2 separate regions of the Pan troglodytes genome follow, and region 2 is linked to region 1. The links are chromatin contacts, called in public Hi-C maps. All regions are on one chromosome and are shown on one strand. The core of a region is the stretch at or near the end of the contact, and the rest is flanking DNA. Distances in the headings are between cores, read along the strand shown.

Region 1 (7,041 bases), core at 3,839-6,338:
AGCACCGTGCTCCTTGGGGGACCCCATGAGGCCTGGCTCACTCACGGGCACGCCAGGACACGGGCCAGCGGCCAGCAGCGCCAGGTGACAGCCTGTGACTCTGTGTGTGTGCAACGGTGAGCGTGCCCACACCCAAGCCCTGCACGCGGTCCGCACCCGCTCTCCCCACAGCGGCCGGGCCAATTTTCCTTAGCTGCTTTCTGCTCCATTTCACGCTCATTCAGCTGCTGAGCTAGACAATTGCTTTGTAACTCTAGGGCGCAATTTCCCTGTCTGTGAGGCGCTGGGGCACAACTGCTCAGAACATCTCGCACCAGGCTCGGGTGGGTGTGCAAACCGCGGTCCCTCGCCCCACCTGCCTTCTTGGGACTCTGAGGAGGGTCCCTGGAGCGGCATAGGGGCTGGTCCCAAGGACCCAGCAGCAGCGAGCGCTCTCCTGTGGCAGGCCTATATCCACAGAAAGGGCTACCTCAGTGTCCCCGATGTCCTCTATTCCTGAGTCTGTTCCTCCACACCTGACAGCCCCCAGCGACCATCATGGCCTGTTCTGGTCCAGTGCTGGAAACCTGGCCCCACCTGACCCAGGCAGGAGGCACAGAGAGGACCTAGCCACAGGCTAGGGGAAACACCCCACAAACAGACTCCCCGAACTCCCAGCCAGCCTACAACACACCAGGCTGCCTTCTCCAGCATTTGGAAGAGCCAATGAGTATGTCCATTTTTCAGATGGACAGCCAAAGCCCCAAGAGGCCAAAGAGCAGACCAGGCAGGCAGCGAGGACAGAAGGCCCAACCCCAGGTGGCCTGACCACCCGCCCAGCAATGGGACACCACCTGTCAGAACCTCTTCCTGGGAAGGTGCTGATCCCTGCAAAACCACCACCACCTCCATCCTGCAGGTAACAAAGGCCCTGAATGGGAGAAGGCAGAGGAGAGGAAGGAAGGATGAAAGACAGAGCTGCACCCTATAAAATGGAAACATACAGGCAGGTGGGCAAGGTGCAGGGGGAAGAGGGTGACCCCTCTACCCACACCATAGCACCCTGAAACTGATCAGCTTAAGAATCTCAGGACAAAGGTCTGGAAGGTGACCCCCAAATGGACACCAGCCCCCAACAGCCACAGGCCAGCCCCCCAGGCCCCTGTGGCCCTAGACCCCAGCCTCATCCCTAGCCCAGCAAATGGCCAATTCCTATGAAAACACACCAGTTAACGGGCCAACCCAAGGCCCTGGCCACCAAAGCCAGCTAAAAAATACAAACTCAAGCCTGGCAGAGAAGGGAAGGAGGGGCAGGTCTTGGCTTGCAAAGCCCGGGTCCCAGGGACAGTGTCCCAGCCCTGAGCCAGCTGGGGGTTGGGGAGGGCCTCTGCCCTGTGTCTGCTGGGACAGCTGTGCCCTCTTCTCCAGAGGACAGGCATTGCTCACGACTCGAGGTCCCAGCCCTGAAACATTTGACCCCATGGCAAAACCAAACGTCACCCAAGAAATGAAACTCCCCAGGCAGCCTCCACTGGCACTGGGTGGACCTGTAAGGCTTTCACCCCGCCCCCACACCACCTTCCATGCAGCTGAGGTCTGTCCCACCCTCTCCTGATGCCAGAGCCCCCTGCCACATGCACGACCAGCCCCCAGGGGCAGAGGGGCACACCCCTGAGTACCCCCTGTTCCCACAGTAATTCCACAGCAAATCCTGCAGGCACCCTTTCCCAGGGGAGGAAACAAAGACCACTGACAGCGACCTCCCGCGCAGCCACGGGGGAGATAGGGCAGGGGCCAAGAGAGGGCAGTCAGAGGGGCCTCCTGGTGGAGGCGAGCCCCCCACAGGCCCTGAAGGACAGGCACAGCTGGAAGAACCACCAGGTGCTGGCAGAGCCGGGAGCCAGTCACAGCAGCTGCCCGTGTGACCAGGGCTGCCGGCTCAACCTGCACCCCACACCCCAAGGGACTCAGAGCACCCGCCCCCCACCAGCCCTTCCTAGGGGCCCAGCTCGTCCCATCCACATCTGGGCAGAGGATCACAGCTGCATGCTCGGGTCCAGGCCCAGCAGCCAGCCCTAGGCAAGGTTGGAGGCTAGCAAGCCAGGGCCACCATCGGACTGGGCCATTTTTCTCTCCCTGACATCTCCCCAGTCAACAAACAGGGCCCCTCCAGAGTTTACCAAAACAAACACCCTGCCGTCGGGCAGCGCCCGCGCTAAAAGACGCCCTCGTCAGGCCTGAGCGGGACTCCAAGCCCAGCCTCCTGAGAGTCACATGACCCTGTTATTTCGGGAGGCCCCGGAATGTGCTCTATTTTGGGTCCCAAGGGCTCTGATGTTACCAGAAGCCCCTCACACAGGCTGCAAGCTCACCCAGGCCCCCAAGTGCCCCAACTCCAAGAGTGGTCAGCGGGCCTACAGCTTTGCCACCGGGTCTCTCCACAGGCGCATGGGGTCTGGTGTGGTCTGAGACCTTTGGACTCTGTGGACTCCGCCTGAGTCCCACCATTCAGGATAAGGCCAGCCGGGGCCTTCTCCCCGGCAGGCGTGGGAGCGCGGCCAGCCCCGGGCAGCAGGGCCAGGAAGCTGGGGCTGCCTCTGGCGAGTCCCTCGGCCTTGCTTTCCTTCCAGATCTGGACGCTGGACTCATCCCTGCCCTCACTGAGCGGCTCGGTGGACACCGACTGGGATCCTCCCCCAGCCCACCAAGCCCAGCGGCAGTGAATGCTGGGAGGAGGAAGCCCTCTCTACCCCAGACCCCAAAAGCGGCTGGGCAGCTGTAAGGGGTGGCCGAGTCTCCCCAGCAGCTCCAGGTCTGACCGGTCGGCCAGCCGGGCCAAGACAAGCCAGGCCCTCCACCACTCACCCCGAGGAGGGATTAGGCTGTGTTGACAAAAGGGCTTAGGCAAGTAGCCGCTTAAATGGACCTTCGACTGCTCTGGACTTCAGAGCTGGTCACAAGCTTAGAAAAAAAATAAAATGTAATCAGAGCCCAGGGCTCTCTGCTCAGCCCTGGGGCGTGGGCTGCCTGGGAGGCCATGGGCCGGTCGGGAGAGCTGCTGCTCGAGAACAGAAGACTCCTAGCTTCCTTGTGGCAGGGGAGTGCCCAGGGAGATCCCTGGGGCAGTGGCTCGGAGGCACGACCTCTCCTCCTCACAGGGACTCCAGCAAGCCACCATGGCGACTGGGCACCCCTTGCTCCCTCGCCCTACATCCACCAGCTCCGTGGACTATCCCTGTCCCACCCAGAGCATTAGAAACAGGGACCTGTTCGGTTCTCAGTACTCAGCTGAAGTGCAACCAGCCAGGCCCCTGCCACGTCCAGGGGCCAGACACTGAGCTGAGCATTCTCGTTCCAGAGGAATCGTCTGGGAGAGCCTAGCTCTGTGTGTGTGGATGTGTGTGTGCACATGTGTGAGTGCAAAGCTTTAATAGGGAAAGGCAGCCCCAGCCCACTCCACACTGCACTCGGTCACAGACAGCGCAGCATTCCCTCCTGCCTCACACTCAGCAGTACCACGAGCTGGGGGTGTTAATCCCAAATCCACCACCTTGTATCCTGGGGGCTCAGCCTCTCCCAGCCAGTTTTCTCATCTGCAAAATGGGCATGAGCGCCCACCCCTGGAGGCTGAGCCCTGGAGCTCATTCAAGGCCTCGAGCCCACCACTCCATCATGACAGAGGCAGGGAGTAAGCGTTACGTCTGACAAACCTGGAACCCACCGCCTGCCCCGGTCACGGGGCAGCACACCTGCCTGTGAGTAGCAGAGATACTCAGACTCTCACCCTCACATCCAGGAGGGGCTAGGTCCATGCTGGCTCCCCTTGATGCCCCATCTCACTAAACATCCCTGCAGCTACATTGGCTTCTGAGCACCTCCTGGGGTGGCCAAGCTGCACCCCAGGCTGCAGGGAGGGTGGGCAGGAGGGGCTACGGATGGCGGGGGCTTCATTCATAATCAGCTGTTTCGCTCTCCATTCAGCACAAATCCTTCACCCGGCCTGACAGCCTGGCTGCCGTCCCACCACCAAATTAATATCCTTCCCGGAGCTAATTTATAAAGTCTCCCCCTTCTCACTAGCTTCCAAACCCCTGGGAGAGCAATGGGTGGGGGCCCCAGCCATGCCCTCTCCCCCTTCTCGGTAGGTCTGGGCCTGGAGTTGGCGGGCAGTCTGGGATAGGAAGCTACCGGGCGGGATGGCAGGAGGAGGAGGGAAATTGACCCTACGCGCCTCTGCGCTGTCCTGCTCACAAATGGAGAGCCAGCCTGGGAGAACACCCGGGGGTGCCAGAGTGAGGGGCCCCATTTCTGGAATGGGGCCTTCCCAGGTCTGACGTTCTGTTCATACAGCCCCGGGGGCCCCTGCCCACCCGGGCGTGGGCTGCTTTGGGGATAACAGGGTCCCAGTCTGTTTCCTGGGCGGACACACACCCAAGGGCCAGCGGCCTGCTGGAAGCCGCAGCCCGACGGGCGGGCGGCGCAGAGGCCGCTCGGGGCCCAGCGCGCCGTCCCGGTCCCCAGGCCAGGGAGGCCGGAGCCGCGGAGCGCAGAAGTTGCTCCTCCCGCTCCGGCCGGGTTCCTGCGCGGCGCGGCTGCAGCTGGGCGCCGGGGCGCAGGCGGCCGCCGGTGAGCGGGAGACCCCTCCTCGTCCCGGGCGAACCTGCCACCCGCCCCCCGGCCCCGCCGCCCGCCCGCTGCCCAGCCCCGCCCGGGCCCCGCGAAAAGTTGCCCCGGGTCGACCCTCCCCGGGCCCGGCGCCCGAACTCACGCGAAGGTCGGCGAGGGGTCCGAGCGGGGCCCGGGCCGGCGACCCCCCGCGCGCGCCGCCAACGCGCCCCCGGCCCCCTCCCGCCCGCCGGCCCCCGGCCCCCGGCCCCGTCCCCGCCCGGCCCGGCGAGCACTCACCGAGCGGCAGGAAATGTTTGGTGTCCATGTCTGCGACTAACTCATGCCCGGCCGGCGGCGCAGGCAGCGGGCGGCGGGCGCGGCGGCCCCCGGCGCGGCCGGCCCGGGCCCGGGCGGCGGGGAGCCGGCGGCGGCGGTGGCGGCGGCGGCGCGCGGAGGCCGCGGCGCGGCGAGTTGTTGCAAAAGTCGCCCAACAATGTAAACTACTTGTGTCTGCGCGCCGCCGCCGCGCGCGCCCGGCCCGCGCCCCCGCCGCCGCGCGCCCGCGCCCCGCTCCGACCGCGGCGCTGCGGCGCCGGCGGGGGGGTGGTGGGGGGCCCGCGACGGGCGCTGACTCGGCGCAGCGCCGCCGCCACCGCTCGGCCCGCGCCCCGCCCGCCCAGCCCCGCCCGGAGCGCGCCCCCCTCCGCCGCCGCAGCCCCGCGATCGCCGCCCGCCCGGCCGCCGAGTTGAGAGCGCCGTGCAAACTTGCGAGTTCTCCTCCGCCAGGGGTTCCCGGGAGCCGCGAGGAGGCGGCGTGGGAGGGGGCGGGGCGCAGAGGGAGCGGGGCGGGGGCGAGGGCGGGAGCAGAACTCCCTCCCCGGGCCCGCCACACACTCGCGCACACACTCGCGCACACACACACTTGCGCGCAAGGGCCCGGAGGAGGCGGAGAGCCGGGCCGGGAGCCCAGCGGCCGGGCCATTGTCTGCGCGGCCACACAAAGCGGCCGGGCGGTGGCCGCGAGGGGACCCCGGCCCGGGCCAGGCAAGCGCAGTGCCGGGCGGGATGGCCGCGGCACCCATACCTCGCACCCCGCCGCGGCGGACACGTGGGGAAACTGAGGCCCGGGAGTGACGATGTGCCCCAACGGCAGAGGACGAGCTCCTTGTCCGGGGAAGGTTTCGTCTTCCGGACGCTACCCCCGGTCCACCCCACACTTTCACGCCCTACCCCCACGGAGAGACCCACGAGCCCACCGGGAACGAGGAGGGGTGCGCGCTTCGCCTCCTCATCGACCCGCACTCCTGGGACCCCTCTTCAAAGGCACCAGGCTGGGCAGGCACTGCCCGGAGTTGGACACAGACTTTGTGGCCGGTGGCTATTTTTATACCCTGCGTAGTTCTCTGCCTGACTTTTAAATTCACGATTTGTTTGAAAACGAAAGGAAGCACTCCTGCCCCGGGACAGCTCGGGCCGCCTCCGCCGCGCGCCGCCCGCCGCCCGCCGTCTCGGGCGGCTGGAATTCGGATTTGGGTGTGAGCTACCTGCGCGCCGCCAAGCCCAGCCTTCCTGAGCAGGCGCCGAGGCGCCCCGCCGCGCCCTCCCTCCGCACCCCCACCGCGAGCTTGCTAACCACCTAGACCTAAGGTCCCGGGCTGCGAGGCACAGGGACTGACCATTCACGCAGGCTGCGCGTGGTGGCCCGGGTCAGGGGACGCTAATGGGGAGGGAGGTGAGGAGGTGATGACCGCGTGTGGACAGCCATGACACGGCCCAAAGATAACAGCCCGAGACCAGAGAGGTGTCCTGCTGCCTGGGTGCCCCTCAAGTCGGGCCACCCGGAGCTGGGTTCCACGAGGGCTCCGGTGGCCTGTTCCGGTGGGAGGTCTTGGTTCCACTTGGGACAGAAGTGCCCTGGTTGGGCAGCCCACCCCCAGCACAGCCAGAGCCCAAGGCAGCCCTCTCCCCCTCCCCCTCTTCACTGACCCCTGGGCCCCTACCAAAGGCCACCCCGTCCCCCTATTCACACACCCTGTCCAACAGGCAGCCTGCCCCACTCCCTCCGGGATGAGGGCCACTGTTGACACCTGGTCCTCACCCACTGTGGTTACAGCCACAACAGACCCACTTCCCCACTGCACATGGCATGCCGGCCCAACCCACTGCCCTTCTAAAACTGAGTTCCTCCTGCCAGGGAGGGGGGCGGCAAACAAAGGATAGGACTGAGAAAGAGCCCCCGTAAGCACCAACATACACTGCACAAGTGCCATGTGCCCGCCGCCTTCCAGGCCTGTCTCTGTGACTGCTTGGGCCCCTCCTGACTGTACTCAGGTTGGGGGGTTGCGGGGGGGTCCCAGATAGACAAGGCCTGGGCCAGATTGCAGGTCCACCTCCCACCAACCGTGTGGCCTGGCTGGGTCACTTCCCTCCTTGTATCTCAGTTTTCTCATCTGT
Region 2 (7,104 bases), core at 2,554-5,053, 140 kb after region 1:
GTGTTCATCAGGCCCATTTTATGGATGGGAACACTGAGGCTCTGACAAGGGATCGCCCAGCTGGAGAAAGATGGAGCCAGGACTTGCTACCAGGCCTCAGGACCCCAGGGCGGGTCCTCCATTCCAAGTTTCCTGGTCCTCAGGAGTCCAAGGGCCTGGGCCTGGCCACGATCCTCGTCACCCAGGTGGGTGGTTGGGAGGTGCAAGGTGGACTGGCTCCAGCGCATCCTGAGGGGGCTGGCCAACTGACCACTTTCCAGATGGCTGAAGCTTTGCACATCTGGGAAGGAGGGCACTTGCCGGATAGGTGCATCAGGAAAACCATCAAATCACTCCTCCCTCTCCAGGCAGAGAGTCCCGGCGCCATCTTCCAGGAGGCATTCACGTTAGAACAATCAACATGTACAAATGCATCCCTCGCCTGTCCTACAGCATCGTCACCACCAACCAAGCACCTGCTGGGTGCCAGCGACTATGTTCTCAGTATCTGCGACCCTATCCCAGAAGCTCTGTCCCATCCCACGGAGGCAGAAACTGGGAACAGGGACCAACTTCATTTTTTTTTTTTTTAAAGACAGAGTTTTGCCCTTTCCCCCAGGCTAGAGTGCAGTGGCACAATCTTGGCACACTGCAACCTCCACCTTCCGGTTTCAAGTGATTCTCCTGCCTCAGCCTCCTGAGTAGCTGGGATTACAGGTGCCTGCCACCACGCCCAGCTGATTTTTGTATTTTTAGTAGACACGAGGTTTCACCATGTTGGCCAGGCTGGTCTTGAACTCCTGACTTCGTGATCCGCCCGCCTCAGCATCCCAAAGTGCCAGGATTACAGGCGTGAGCCACTGCGCCCGGCCAAACCAACCTCATTTCAGTAGTGGGAAGTCGGGGTTCCTCCACAGGCAGAGGTCGGCTCCCCGGCCTCTTCTTAGGCTGCCGATAGATGGCAGGACCTGCATCTCGCTGTTTTCCCCGCAGTCCTGTGACGGTGGGGCAGAAAGCACTGGGGCAGGAGCAGAAGGGATTCCTGCCCTGCCTGGGCCTCCCACTCCCAGGCCTGCTCTGGGTGTCAGGCACGTTGGCCCCATTACCTGACCTCAGCATGCCCATCTGTAAAATGGGTCTGAAGAGAAGCCTCAGCAGTGCCCACCAGCCAGAACACTGTGCTAGGAAGCAGGTTTCTGGCACCATTCAGATGTGACCTTGTCCAGAGCAAACGTGACCTCCATGCCCCTTGATGGAATGCACTGGAAAAGCTCAGGGAGCCCCTGGCTTGCCTGCTTTTTTGGGGGCAGGGGGGCTAGGTCAGGGGGAACAGAGGCATGGGGATCCAGGGTCCTGTCTGCCTTGGATGCTCGTGGGCTGCTGCCCTGGGCTAGCTCCCCTCGTGCTCACTGTGACCCCCTCAGAAGGACTTCCCATGACACCAGAGAGCTGAGCCCTGGGCGAGGCGCCCAGCCCCTCAGATGCGAAAGGAAGTGGATTTTTAAGGATGAGCGTTTTAAAACTGCTAATTGGGTGACTCTTGCCCCATTTCCTTGCACAAGCTCACACACACACTTGCATATCTTGCCGATTTTCCAACAAACAAAGCATAATTTGTGTTACTGCAACAGAATGTCCTGTTTAGGCTGACAGGAGCCAACGGGGGTGACCCTGAACCATCCTACCACGAAACGCACTTCCAGGAAGAGTTCATCGGACCAACACGCAACCCATAGCCAGAAAGTGTCCAAGAGCGCAGAGCAGAGCCTCAAAGGGCAGCCAACCCCCAGCCCCAGCCACGCCATGACCGCACCTGGCCTGGGGCCACTGTCCCAGCGCCCCCCTCCCAGGCCTCACCCTTCAAACCACCCAACACACACACCCTCGAGACCACCACCAAGGAAAGAGTGAAAGTTCAACTGCAAATGTAAATTATGTAGCCCAAGACAAAACTAAAGGACAAAGATGATCTTGGGAAAACATTTGGAATCCACGCAATTGAAAAAGATTTTATATTATTAATATAAAGAGCTCCTGCAGATGCGTTTAAGAAAGACGGCTATCCCATTAGGAAAAACAACAGGCTATGGCCAGGATCACCAACTCACACAATGCAGCCAACAAGTCCGTCAAATGTGTGACTGCACAAAGCTCCAAATGTAACAATTAAAAGGACAAAGACATCTCTTTACACCTACTAAACTGGCACCTGCTAGGCTGCTTCCTGAGCTCTGCAGTTTCCTAACCTGTTCACATGCTCGCCCCCAGACTCCTCCTTCTAGAAGCCATGCCCATCCATGCCACCTCTTCCCAGTGTGGGACATCCGGACAGCCCCTCCTGAGGGCTTCCTGGCCTCCCTAGAAACCTGAAATGCGCTCTCAGCTCAGACAAAACCATCCGCAGCACGCACCTGGCCCCTCCAGGAGCCCACACCTGCGGATCACCTCATCTGGTCTTCTCCAGCGCCCACGGTGTGTGCTGGTGTCATTCAAACTGTGCACACAGGGCCTTGTCTGCTCCTAGCCTGGCCCCTCCAGAGAGGTGGGCTCACCCCAGTTTGCAGGGGAGGAAACAGGAAGCAGGGGAGAGAGCTCAACACTCAGCAGCACCGGCCCCGGGTGCTCAGTCCACACCGCAGCCTGAACGATGGGTCCCTTGGGCCCACACTGGACAAGAGCCTGGAAAGACAGAGGAACACGGGGACTAGAATCCCAAGGTTGCAGGGCCAAGCACAGAGGATGCTAGCTCCCAGCTGAGCAGAGGCAACAGCAGGGGTTACTCCAGGCTAAATAAATAGGAGACCCGGGCAGGAAGAAATGAGAGCACGCGGGTATCCGTCAGCCGGCGAGGGCGCCCTGCAGGGAGCCGGGCAGCCACACGGACTGGCAGTGGCAGAGGGCTGCGGGCCTGTTTGCTAACGAGAAGGGCCGACGGCAGGATCTTCCGGGCCAAGGCACTGTGTGTGCGGACAGCTTTGACCTGGCCGCCAGCCCCCTCCATTCCCGTCTTCACCACGGACCCCACGCAGAGAAGAGGGCCTGGCTGGGAGACACTGGGGGTGCATGTGCCTCTCTAAGGAGACGTTGCTTCATCTGAAATGAGGCCAGTGGCACCAAACTGAAAGGGGCATTGGGAGGGTCAGTGCCCAGGCAGTTGCCCCACCTGGCAGGGCCCTTGGCTGTGGCTGGCTGGGCCATTTCAGCCTCCCCAGAGGCCAGGCACACCGCCGGCCCATGGAGATGCCCTGGCACAGAAGTGTGCTTTGCCCCTACCCACCGGTGGGCAGAGCACACTCACACGGCAACCCCCATGCCTGGTGGGCATCCATGCCATGCCCGGGCACGCCTCCTCTCTCACCTTCACTCCTGTCGCCCCCACCTGGAGCCCTCTCCTTCTCCCCTGCCATCCCTCAGCTGTGAATTTGAAGCCCCTTGGTGCCACCTTTGCCATGAGGCCCCCTGCTTGTGCCCTCTGGATGGCACGGTAGGGGATGGGGGCAGCTGGGAGGGGCGAGCTGTTTGCAGAGGATCTGGGCTGGCCACCTCCCCGGGGCAAGGCCCAGACACAGCACCCTCCAGACGGCAGCACCCGGGGGGCCCGGGGCAAGACGGATGGGCTGGGTGAGGGCTGCTGGGTGCCTGGAGCGCGTATGTCCCCACCGGGGCAGGCCAGCCCCACACTCCACCCGGGCAACCACAGGGACTCCCTGGGCCACCGCCTCCATGCTGCCCACCTCTGCCCAAACCACCTCTCAGGGAAGGGAGAAAGCTGGGTCCTGTGGAATCTGACCCCATGACCTTCCTCCTCCCTGGCCCCGCCCCCGCCTGGGCCCCGCCCCCGCCTGGGCCCCGCCCCCGCCTAGCTGTCCTTGGGGAGCGGCTGCTCTTCCCAGCCTCAGGGCCTTTGCAGAGCTGTCTCTTCTTACCAGAGCCCTCTCCTTCCCCTCTTCCCTGGCAAACTCCAACTCGTCCTCCACGCTGTTTCCTCAGGAATGAGCTCTGCCCACCCCTAAACGAGTTTCCCCAGCTCCCAGAACCTGCATGGCTCAAATCCAGAAATCATCTGCTTAGAGCTGGTTCTTCCACCCCGCCAGCCCGAAGCTCCAACAGGGCCAGGCCACGTGCCTGTTGGGGACCGTCTTCTCACCAGGCCTAGCGCAGGGCAGGACACCCCCCCAGCAACGAGGCCTGCCTCCCCTAAGGATCCCGCCCTACTCAGACCTCTCAGACCAGCAAGCCTGAGCCCCCGCCTGCAGGGCCCCCACAGCTGCCAATGGTCAAGGGTCTCCCTGCACCAGGCGCTGGCATCCCCCAACAGCCCTACCAAGCAGGCACGGCTTCTCCTGCCATTTACAGAGGAGAAAACAGGGGCAGAGAAGGGAATGGGTGGCCCTGGGGTCCCCGGCATCTGGACAGCCTGACTGCAGCCCCTCACAGCAGCCCAGCGCCACACCTGACCCCCAGGGACCATCCACTCCTGCCTGGGATGGACCCTGCAGGCAGAGGAGAGACATGAGTTCGCCTCCCACTCCCATCAGCTCACGTCCTGCCCCCAGCTCTCTAAAGGGCAGCGCTTTTCAAAGCGTGTGTCTGCGGAGCCCTAGACCAGGGGTGGAGGGTTATGGGTGCCGCTCTGTGGTGGCGGAAGTTAGGGAAGCACTGGGTGGGCAAGGGGCTGCAGATTTCTTCCATGCAGGACTTCTCAGAGTTTTTAGCCACTCTGCATGCAGGCCCCCAGGGAGAGCTGCGAGCAGAATTTCCCAAACATCTGCAGCAATGGGGATGAGGGAGCTGTGGCTCCCAGCAGACATCAGTCACCACCCTGCTTCTCTGATAGACGGCAGGGGCTAGCCTGGGCTCTGCAGTTACACAGAGCTGCCTGCAAATTCCTTCTCTCTTCCCTACTAGCTGGAGCTCCTCTCTGAACTTCTGCTTTCTCCGCAGTCCCAAAGAGGAAGCAATGCGCAGCCCCCAGGGGCCAGACATCATGTACGTGGGCACCTGGTTCCAGCCCATGCGCAGCAAGCACTCAGAGGGCAGGGGTCTTGACTGGCAGGCCCGAGAGAGGGCAAAGCTGGCACCACTCATGCCTCCACGTGCTCTGTCTGGCGGCATTTTTTAAACTAACTTATCTCCACCCTCACCGAGCTCTGGTGCCCCAGGGAAGCCTCTGTAAGTGCTTCAGCCTCCCCAGGGCTCCCCAGCCCCAGAGTACACGGGGGTGCAGGGCGCGGGAGGCAGGCGAGGGGCGCGGCGCGGGAGGCAGGCGAGGGGCGCGGGAGGCAGGCGAGGGGCGCGGGAGGCAGGCGAGGGGCGCGGGAGGTAGGCGAGGGGCGTGGAGGCAGCGGGTATGATTCAAGACGGGATATTCGGGTCCTCTCATGGGTGCCGGGAATGCTGGGCTCTTCCTCTGGCCGGAGGGTCTCGGGGCTCCAACTACAGGGACCAGCACCCTCCCCTGAGTTAAATCCCTGCAGCCTCTGGGATGGTCCAAATGCCGAGGCAGGGGAGGGCACCCACCAAAGCGACCCCAGGCCCACGGGACTCGGCCCAGTCTGTCCGCCCGGGGCGTTTACCGCAGGGAGAACAGGCAGCCTCTCCCCGTCAGTGTGCGCTAGGGCCTTGCGGGGCCAAGTCTCCGAGGTGGCCTCTCCTGGGGCACTGAAATGTCACCTGGAGGGACCCCCGAGGCTGGCCCACACTTTGGTGCTGTGACATCTTTTGGGCCAATCCCAAGAAGATTCTACCTCCTACTCCAGCCCCAACCCCACAGCCTCACCAGCAGCCCTCCCGGGGCCTCTGCCTGGGCCAGGTCCCTGCCTGGAGTGCCTTCTTCCTTGGCACAGCGGTGACCGCGCAGGCCCCGGCCTCCCTCCCGAAGGCCCCGGCCCCCCTCCCGAAGGCCCCGGCCCCACTCGGCCTGTCAGACCAGAAAAGCCCCTCCTGGTGGCACCACCCGTCCCTGAAGCCTGGCCTCTGTTTCTGCTTAAAACCCGCACTCAAGGTTGCGGCAAAGTTCTCGTAAGTAGGAGCTGCCGCGGTGTGTGTGGAGTTATCCCAAAGTCATTCCACACTCCCTGTGTGGCGTGGGGCCGGCAAGTGGCCTCTCTGTGCCCTGGGTTTCTCACCTGTCCGTCCGGGCAACAGCAGTGGCCACCTCTTGCCAGCTGTGCTGTCCTTAGAATGACTTGTTAAAATCACCTGCCTCCCCTCCTGGGGTACCGAGGACCTCAGCCCCAGAGAACTGCACGGGGGTCTGTGAGTGGCTAAACCAAGACACACAAGCTGGGCTCACTGGCCTGCACCACATCCTCCTGTCTCTGCAGCACAGGCCGGGCTTCTGACGGTGGAGAGGACTTGTCCTCTTGCCTGTCCCCAGCCCACACCCACTAACACCCATGGAAACAACCGAACGCGAGCGAACTACAGCAAGAGCCCTCTTGCGGGCTGCCTCTGGGGTCTACAGGCAGAGCCGGACCATGTGCAGCCTGAGAAGTTTCCAGAACAGCTGTGAGCCAGCTCCTGGAGGGTGGATGGCCTATGTCTGAGTCCCGCCTGGTCCCGTAGGCCTGAGGCTCCGTCCCTCCTTCTTTCAGGCCCTCAGGACGCTCGCAGGGAGCCAGTCCAGGGAGATTTATGTCCCTGAGGAAGGGGAGCCCCAGCACTTGGTCCATGCAGGGCTTCCGGCCCATCGGAGCCTCGGGGGCCAGGGCAGAACCGGAGTGCTCAGGAGGCCAGCTGGGTCAGGCAAGAAGTGTCTCCGGCCAAACGCCAACCCTGGGAACGTTCCGTCCCCTCCTCCCTCCCGTACGTCCGGGGTCAGCAGTCACTTTATTAATAGAGGCCCCTGAGCCCTAAGAAGAGGTCTTCTCCCCCTAGACGGTCATCACCCTCTCTACAGAAGCAGGGAACGGCAGCCCCTTGAGCAGGCTTGACTGGGAGGCCATGGGGGCATCCCTGCAGAGTCGGAGAAATCCAGGGAGTCCTGGGCCTGCCAGGCAGGGCGGCTACCACTCTGCCCAGAGGTCACCACAGGCACTGGGAAGGGAAATGCTTTTTCTCCTTCCTAAGACACCATCTACTTCAAGGCCAATATCCATTTCATAATAGTGCTGGGGACGGGGG

Evidence for each region. Hi-C and Micro-C count contacts between places; a contact is called where the count stands out from the background.
Region 2: a contact with region 1 is called in a Hi-C map of induced pluripotent stem cells, with 1.7 times the contacts expected there. The contact joins the enhancer-like site here to the promoter of RXRA in region 1. A contact is called at or near these places in 3 of 7 Hi-C or Micro-C datasets (induced pluripotent stem cells and stem cell-derived neural progenitor cells) and 1 of 1 datasets of contacts at active chromatin or transcription factors (stem cell-derived excitatory neurons).

The regions. Positions count from the first base shown.
Region 1 is chr11:4,096,193-4,103,233 of NHGRI_mPanTro3-v2.0_pri, forward strand. It overlaps RXRA (retinoid X receptor alpha), which reads right to left and starts at 5,089. Exons shown (of 10, transcript XM_016962037.3): 1 at 4,885-5,089. The coding sequence starts at 4,912.
Region 2 is chr11:4,240,713-4,247,816 of NHGRI_mPanTro3-v2.0_pri, forward strand. LOC134807624 (a long non-coding RNA gene) reads left to right here and starts at 6,927. Exons shown (of 2, transcript XR_010148550.1): 1 at 6,927-7,104. Within about 2 kb of position 3,804, at least 2 of the 24 cell types and tissues checked have an H3K27ac peak or open chromatin away from gene starts, as enhancers often do. A contact at or near this core is called in induced pluripotent stem cells, where this site is marked.